Regions from separate parts of the Bos taurus genome. Here region 2 is linked to region 1. A link is a contact called in public Hi-C data. All regions are on one chromosome and are shown on one strand. Each heading gives the region's core, a stretch centred on a gene start, on an enhancer-like site or on the middle of the called end of the contact. The rest is flanking DNA. Distances are from core to core; before and after follow the strand shown. Region 1 overlaps RB1 (RB transcriptional corepressor 1). Region 2 has its middle 85 kb from the start of RCBTB2.

What was found. A called contact is a pair of places that touch in the nucleus more often than the background predicts.
Region 2: a Hi-C map of an unstated tissue shows a contact between it and region 1, with 4 times the contacts expected there. The contact joins two enhancer-like sites. A contact is called at or near these places in 3 of 11 Hi-C or Micro-C datasets (liver, skeletal muscle and an unstated tissue).

The regions. Positions count from the first base shown.
Region 1 is chr12:18,138,714-18,142,961 of ARS-UCD2.0, reverse strand. All of the region lies in intron 2 of RB1 (RB transcriptional corepressor 1), which reads right to left. Among named protein-coding and RNA genes, the nearest start is that of RB1, 22 kb to the right of the region's middle. Within about 2 kb of position 1,966, at least 8 of the 102 cell types and tissues checked have an H3K27ac peak or open chromatin away from gene starts, as enhancers often do.
Region 2 is chr12:18,354,838-18,359,085 of ARS-UCD2.0, reverse strand. No RefSeq gene overlaps it. Among named protein-coding and RNA genes, the nearest start is that of RCBTB2, 85 kb to the right of the region's middle. Within about 2 kb of position 2,020, at least 17 of the 102 cell types and tissues checked have an H3K27ac peak or open chromatin away from gene starts, as enhancers often do.

The DNA.
Region 1 (4,248 bases), core at 717-3,216:
AGTTGGTGATGGACAGAGAGGCCTGGCATGCTGTGGTTCACGGGGTTGCAAAGAGTGGGACACGACTGAGTGACTGAACTGAATTGAATAATTTTTAAAGAAATATTTATTATGCAACTAACACAGTTTTGTCATTTTGGGGATTCAGTGATGAAAACAGAATAAACAAAAAAATTCCCTGTCTCCCTGGGAGTTACACTTCTATTTAAGTTAAAAACATGAATTTTTGTGTCAAACATTCAAGACTTTGAACACATACTCTAGTTGTATAACTGTAAGCAACTGATTAAATCTAATTAAACCTCAGTTTTTACTAAAATAGAAATATAATAGTATCCTATCTGGGTCACTTTAAAATTTAACAGTGAGGATGCTCTTAAGTAATCAGCACAGTGCCAGGCATTATACTCATTCAATAATAAACAGCAGCAGCACTATTATCAGTGAATCTAGCACTCATTCCTCTATATCATATCTGTCTCAAAAACTGTCCACAACCCAATCTTCTCCACACCAAAAATATTCATCCCTGGGAATGCTGAGGAATACTGGAGTTTTGTGTGTAAGAAATCATTTTTATTGACTTCTAGTCCCTGGCAATCACTGATCTGATTTCAGTTCCTTCTCTAGAATGTCATACAAATGGAATTATATAGGCTGTAGCCTTTTTTGTCTGGCTTCTTTCACTTAGCATAATGCTTCTGAGAACTCATCCATATTGTTGTACCTATTAGTATTTATCCCTTTTATTTGTTGAGTAGCACTCCACTGTATGAATATACCACACTTTGTTTATCGATTCCAATAGCTGAATACACTGCTATGAATAAGGCTATTAACCTTAGCCTTAAATATTCAACTACAGATCTTTAAGTGGATGCATATTTTCATTTCTCTCGGGTGAATACCTCATTGGGGAATGCTAAGTTCTGTATTAAATGTAAGTTTAAGTTTGTAAGAAACTGGTAAACTGTTTTCCAACATGGCTGTAAGGCTTTGCACCCCCGCCAGCTACAAATGAGAGTTCACGTTTCTTCACATCCTCACCAGCACTTAGTTTCTGTTCGTCTGTTTTCCAGTCATCCCAGTAGGTGTGTAGTGGTACATTTTCCCAAGGACTAACAACACTGAGTACTTTTTCAAATCTCACTTAGCATCTGGATCTCTTCTTTTGCCAATTTTCTCTTCAGTTGTTTGTCTTATAAAGTTGTTAAGAGTTACTTAAACATGTTGGATTCAAACTCCTTAACAGGTACGTGTTTTGCAAAAATCTTCAACTGATCTGTAGCTTTTCACTTTCTTAAATAGTGTATTTCAAAGGGCATAAGTTTTTAATTTTGATGGAGCTCAATTTATTACCTTGTTTTATAGATCATGCCCTTGCTGGTACTATCCATGAAATCTTTGTTTAATCCAAGGTCACAAAGGTTTTCTCCTTGGTCATCTTCTGGAAGTTTATATCTATGCTTCATTTGAATTAATTTTTATGATTGTGCAACAAAGGGACTAAAGTTCATTTTTTGCATATGGATGTCGAATTGCTCCAGTATCATTTGTTGAGAGGAACTCCTTTCTCCATTGAACTACCTTACCCTCTGTGTGCAAACACTGACACGTATGTGTGAATTCTATTTTCTGATTCTCTGTTCTGTTCCACTGACCTACTTGTCTTTCTTTCCACCAATACTACAATGACTTGATTACGTTTTGTTCTTTTTTTAGTTCAGTTTGATTCAAGACTTTTAAATCCGTAAAACGACATTTGATTCAGTTCTCATTGTGCAGATTAAGAAACTGAAGATTAGAGCGTGGAGAGTTGCCCAACACAGCCTATCAATGCCACAGGCCTATAAAACCCAAGTTTCCTAACACTCAAATTAGTCTTCTTCCCTTTATTTAAGAGTATTTCCTTACTACATTTCTACATTGATTTCCTAACATTTTCACTATTGAAATCCTTAATCTCACCACCCCACTAAGAGTCCTGTACTCTTAACTATTTTACTGTTCTGTACTCTTCATTTTTATTTTGTTGAGAAGGTTAGAGAATCACAATTCCAAAGGCCTCAACATGTTTCTCCACATCAAATAATTTCTAATTACCATATACTCCCAATGTCTCTGCATCTAGCTTCAGGTCCTTCTTCTCTTCTGACTTTGACAAATGAACATCCTCCTCCACTCTTAAATCAGTAAATCTACTCCCTCACTTCTTCCCACTTTGTATCACCTCCTTCAAGACCTATTTGATTAATTCCTCCCTCTGTCTTACATAATTTATCTTACAGGTCTTTCTAAACACATGCTTCTGTTTAGCTACAAACCAGCTTGTGCTGTGGTGTGCTAAGTCACTCAGTTGTGTCTGACTTTTTGGGATCCCATGGACTGTAGCCCACCAGGGTCCTCTGTCCATGGGAATTCTCCAGGCAAGAATACTGGAGTGGGCTGCCATGCCCTCCTCCAGGCAGGGGATCTTCCCAACCCAGGTCGCTCCTGCATTGCAGGCAGATTCTTTACCATCTGAGCCACCAGGGAAACCCAAGAATACTGGAGTGGGTAGCCTATCCCTTCCCCAGGGGATCTTTCCGACCCAGGAATTGAACCGAGGTCTCCTGCATTGCAGTCAGATTCTTTACCAGCCGAGCTACCAGGGAAGCCCCACAAACAAACTTACATCACTTAAAAAAAAAAAAAAAAGCTATCCTTCTATCCCTGGACTTTATCAAGCCACTGTTCAAACCAGACATACAAACCTCTTACTATTCACACGCACACTCACCAGATACACTCTCCCAGTACACATCTACTGCACCCACTGAACACATACTTCTACTATGTAAGCGCTATTCTACTGAGGCTATTGTCTAAGTGTCGAAAGAGCTCTCTCTAAACTGAACAGACTTTTCTTTGGTTTCATCTACAAAGACCTCTATACGACATCTGACACCACTGTAATGAAACTTTTCTCCTCAGCTTTTCAAACACAGTCAACATCCTCATTCTCGTTTTTATCTCTGTCAACTTTTTCAGAGTTTCCTAATTCCAAAGACTTTTCCCCACCACCTTCTTTTTCCTTCTGCCGTCTGCAGCTTCATCCACTTCTACAGCAGCCCCAACTCCTCGACACAGCTGTTTCACATGACTCATCCTGCTTTCCAACCCTCACTGCTGTCTCAAGATCTAGGCCCTATTTTCCAACGGCAATTACAACCCAAAAATTTGTAACTGATTTGTTTCCTCAAAAATTTAGATGAGAATTATGTAACGGGCTCAGAATAGCACCTTTGAAACCATTAAAACAGAGGAAAAGAAAGTTTTACTCAGCCAAAAGAATCACAAAAAAATAAATGAAAGAAGAAAAAAATGAGGAAAGGATAAGAAAAAGCATTTTACAAAAGAAAAAGACAGTAATTTCCAATAAACATATTTGGAATATAAGAACCTCAGAAGAGTGTTAATTGAAGGACATTTTGCTAATTTGCATCAAGAACCTTAAGAGTTCAGTTTTATCTCTATGGATTTATCCAATGAAAATAATTACTGAGTAAGATTTAGTATGATAAATGTTCAAAGAATTACAACAGCAAAAATAATGGGAAACATTCAAACATCTTTAAATAGAATAGTTAAATAAATTATGATAGAGCTGTATCAAGAGCTACATAAAACTCTTAGAAAACATTTCAAAGATTATAAGGACATGGGGAAAAAAACCAGACATGTTACGAGAAAAAAACATCAGAATACAAAATTCTGTGTATATTTTGACTCCAATTTGTTGAAAAAATTTAAAAGAAAGGATATGCAAAAATATATCAAAATGTTAACTATTATCTCTAGGTGGTAGGATTACAAATGGTTTTCATTAATCCTAGATATATTTTCTAAATTACCTACAATTATAAAATAGAGGGGAAAATAAGTCAATTAAGAAGTACTAAATTTATATAAAACAGGTGAGAGGAAAAATTATGAATATTCTTGAGAAAAATCTTTTTTAAAATAGTCAAACTTTAATTACATATACTACAGTTTAAATCATAATCTATAATCAACACTTAAGAGACTACTCATTTAAGCTATCATTTAGTTTAGTTTACTTAAATCACCCAACTGGTAACCCTGAGTTAGTGATATGACTTAACCAAAAAGTTTGTTGAGTTTTTTTCTCCATGATATTTTATGGAAAATACTGAACAAAGTTTTTGGCCAATCCAACACTTGCTCTTTTACAATGCACTAACTTAT
Region 2 (4,248 bases), core at 771-3,270, 220 kb before region 1:
TGATCCGGGTTAACAGAAGCCCCAGTAAAGACAGATTCAATGCCCTGTGACCTCCTGGCTGACCCTGCTCCTCGGCAAGTAAGAGAAATGTGGGGGACAGGATGGGACGTGAGGTTGGTGCTGGGCTATGTGGACCTTGAATGTTGGAGTTGGTCACTGAGACTTGATCCTGTGACGGCGTCCCCTCTCCCTGTGTCGGAGTCATGAATCAATCCGGGGAGATCTGTGTGACTGATATCCTGTTCCTAAGTGCTTCTGAATTGTTCTTTCTACCTAGCTTGCTTCTAGTACTCCCCTGAGGGGGCGGGCAGGGGGGAATTCTGCGTCCTTCATCCTTCATCCTTCACGTCTTCTGCCCCAGCGTGTACCCCTGATCACTTCCTGATTGTTGTTTACTCGTGGTTGTTTTTGAACATCGTGTGCGGCCAAGTTATAAATAACTTATTTCATTTAAGAAGTCTAAGTACGCTTATCCACCTCACTGATACACGCTTGTTTCTGATGGTACAAACACTCTCCTGTCATTTACCTTCCTGTTGCGTCTCCCCACGCAGCTAATCGGTGGCCCGTTCTGCTGGTTCTGTTTCCTGTGATTAGCTCCCTGTTGCCTCGCAGAGTGTGACCCCAGCTCGTGTTAGGCCAGCTAACCCAGAGCCTGTCAGCAGGTTCTAACACGGACTCTGCTGCAGACAGAGGCTGGCCATTGGCCGAACTCTTGGGGAGGGACTGCACGCAGCCTTCCTGTGGACAGGAATGCTTGACAACACTGAGGGCAGAAGCCAGCCATGAAGACTTCGGTTATCTCTGATTCCAAAACCATGCCCCAGATAATTATGTTAAGTAAAGAAAAGGAAAATAAATTGCCTTCTCCAAATGCTTAAAAGGTGAGGGCTAGGACTTCCCAGGCTGTTCAGTGGTTATGACTCTGAGCTTCTATAGCAGGGAGTATGGGTTCGATCCCTGGTCAGGGACCTCAGATGCTGCAGGCCAACTGACCCCAGAGCAGATATTACATAACACCAACAATAAACCGCCAGAGTATAAGCTACAAAAACACAAAACAATACAAAAATGCAGCTGCTTGGAAACTGAAACTCTCTCTCCTAAATCTTGGATCAATGAGAAATCAAATATGTAATCACAGAATGTTTGGAAGAAAAAAAAATTATATGAACATTTCATATTAAAACAAAGCAAACTGATAGCATTATTGTGTCATATTAAAAAACAAAAAATTAATGTGAGGGCCACCTTTACTTCATACAAGTGCCACTTAGCTACAGGGTCAGTACCAAGTGGCTGTTCTATTACTGGATTCAGACCTCATGGGATTCCATAGCTCACACAGATAAAGGGTTTGAGAACCAGTGTCCTTCACATCCCATGGCTGAAATAAAGGATTTTTTTATTTTTTTTTTAAGAAAGTGAGACAAGTGGGGACAGAGATGGAAGTGGGGTAAAGAGAGAAAGGCAATCATTAGAGGAGTTATGAGAGAAGAGAATACACACACGTCAGGATTGTCACCAATGAGAAGTGGATCATGTGTTTTTGATAACTTCTGATGGAGGGAGAGCGCATGTTCTTTTTAGATAAGTAAAGTAGTCCAGGTTATGTAGCCTTGTTTCCTGCTATGAGAGAGAAACAGAAGAAAAAAACGTTCCAGTGGTTATGAAAATGAGGTCGGTTGAATCCCCATAAAGGGTTGCCAACAAGAGACCTCATTATATTCACCTTCAGAAAAATAAGGAATAGTTTTTTGTGGGTAAGTATATCCCAAATATTGTATATTTAAAATTTTTTTGTTGTTTATCCGAAATTAAAATGTAACCAGATATCCTGTATTTTCATCTGTTGAATCTGACAACCCTACTCTTACATTAAGAAGGAAAACTCTCAATAAGCTTGACATGAGAATGGTGTTTAGAATATAAGAGAAAGGTCAGCAAGAGGTCATCCGGGGAACACCACAAAGAGCCTTTATTCAGGATCTTGAATAAACACCCGGTAAACCGCGAGCTTCTTGCTCCTATGAAAGGCTGGTTCTGTTTCTTGGCAGGATGAAGGCTGCCCTCAGTAACCCCAGTTTATAGCCTGATTGGAAAACTCTCTCGGATTAGAACTGGTTTCCATGGGAACACCCTGGCTGCCCAATACTTAAGTGCCTGGCATGCATTGCTTATAGTAGGTGTTCAGCAAGAAGGGGAGGTTGGATGAGAGAGCTGGTAGATGAATTCTCTCAAATTTAGCATCAGAAAAGTGGCTGACTTTTTAAAAAATAATTAAGCTTTATTGTAGTATAATTGCTTTACAATGCTGTGTTAGCACCTGCTGCACAGCAAAATGAATCAGCCATACATGTACATATATCCCCTCCCTTTGGGGTTTCCCTTCTACTTAGGATGGGCTTCCCAGGTGGCTTAGCAGTAAACAATCCGCCTGCCAATGCAGGAGACACAGGTTTGATTCCTGAATCAGGAAGATCCCCTGGAGAAGGAAATGGCAACCCACTCTAGTATTTTTGCTAGGAAATCCCATGGACAGAGGAGCCTGACAGGCTACATACAGTCCATGAGGTCTCAATAGAGTCAGATATGACTTAGCCACTAACAACAACCCATTAGGGACGCCACAGTGCCTTAAGAAGAGTTCTCTGTGCTATACACTATGTTCCCAACAGCCGTGTATTTTCTATTGATAGTGTATATGTACCAGTTCCAGTCTCCCGGTTCCTCCCCTCCACCTCTTTCTTTCCTCCTGTGTGAGCGTGCTCAGCCGTGTCCAATTCTTTGCAGCTCCATGGACTGCAGCCCACCAGGTTCCTCTGTCCTTGGAATCTTCCTGGCAAGAATGCTGCAGTGGGTTACCATTTCCTCCTCCAGGGGATCTTCCCAGCCCAGGGACCCAACCCTTGGCTCTTGTGTCTCCTGCGTAGGTAGGAGGATTCTCCACTGCTAGCGCCACCTGGGAAGCCCACCGTTTCCTCCTTGGTGATTGTTTAGTAAGACTAATCAGCCATCCAAAATGTTTCTGTCTGCACTCATTGGCCAATGTTCAGTTTTCTAAGTATAAAAATGGGCAGATCTTTAGACAAGGTCACTCAGCAGCTTAGTGGCAGAGCTGGGACGAGAAGAAGAAACTATCGTGCTGTACCATATGCCTTGGCGCATGTTTCCATTCAACAGTTTGCTTTCTTACTTGATAGCTAAGATTTTTAATCCTCACGGGGTCAAATAAAACCACACTTTTCCATAGGCATTGTGCTTTACGCATCATGTGTAAGACAATTTACACAGCCTCCATTTTCTCAATTTTTGGTTTGTTTGGGTTGATTTATTTTGGAAAACCATCACACGGTGGAACCATTCCAGCTACTCTTTTTATCTGAGGATTTATGAATATTTAAATGAACTTGGTCCCTGCCAATTTACATATGATTTAGGTAGAAATTTTTATTGCTTCTTCTATCTTCCATGTATCCAAACTCCATTAAGTGATGGTACATGACCATCATTTAAATCTAATTCACACATTTAGTTGGGAGTTAGAATATGCTTAGGGAATTACCCTGAAGTTTGATTTTATTTATTTCATTTAATTAACTTATTTATTTTATTTTATTTATTTTATTATGTCTGTGACTTTGATAAAATTTAGAAGCATTCCCAGAAAACATCCATTTTTGAGTACTTCAGATCAGATCAGATCAGTCACTCAGTTGTGTCCGACTCTTTGCGACCCCATGAATCGCAGCACACCAGGCCTCCCTGTCCATCATCAACTCCCGGAGTTCACTCAGACTCACGTCCTTCGAGTCAGTGATGCCATCCAGCCATCTCATCCTCTGTTGTCCCCTTCTCCTCCTGCCCTCAATCCCTACCAGCATCAGAGTCTTTTCCAATGAGCCAACTTTTCGCATGAGGTGGCCAAAGTACTGGAGTTTCAGCTTTAGCATCATTCCTTCCGAAGAAATCCCAGGGCTGATCTCCTTCAGAATGGACTGGTTGGATCTCCTTGCAGTACTTAGCATGTTTCAAAATCTACATCAATAAATGAGTCTGAGTTTTGAGCAGAGTATCTCCTTGCTTTCAGTCACTTAGTCGTGTCCAAATCTTTGCAACCCCCTGGATTGCAGCACACCAGGCTTCCCTGTCCTTCACCATCTCCCAGAGTTTGCTCTAACTCATGTCCGGTGGGTCAGTGATGCCATCCAGCCATCTCATCCTCTTGCCCCCTTCTCCTTCTGCCTT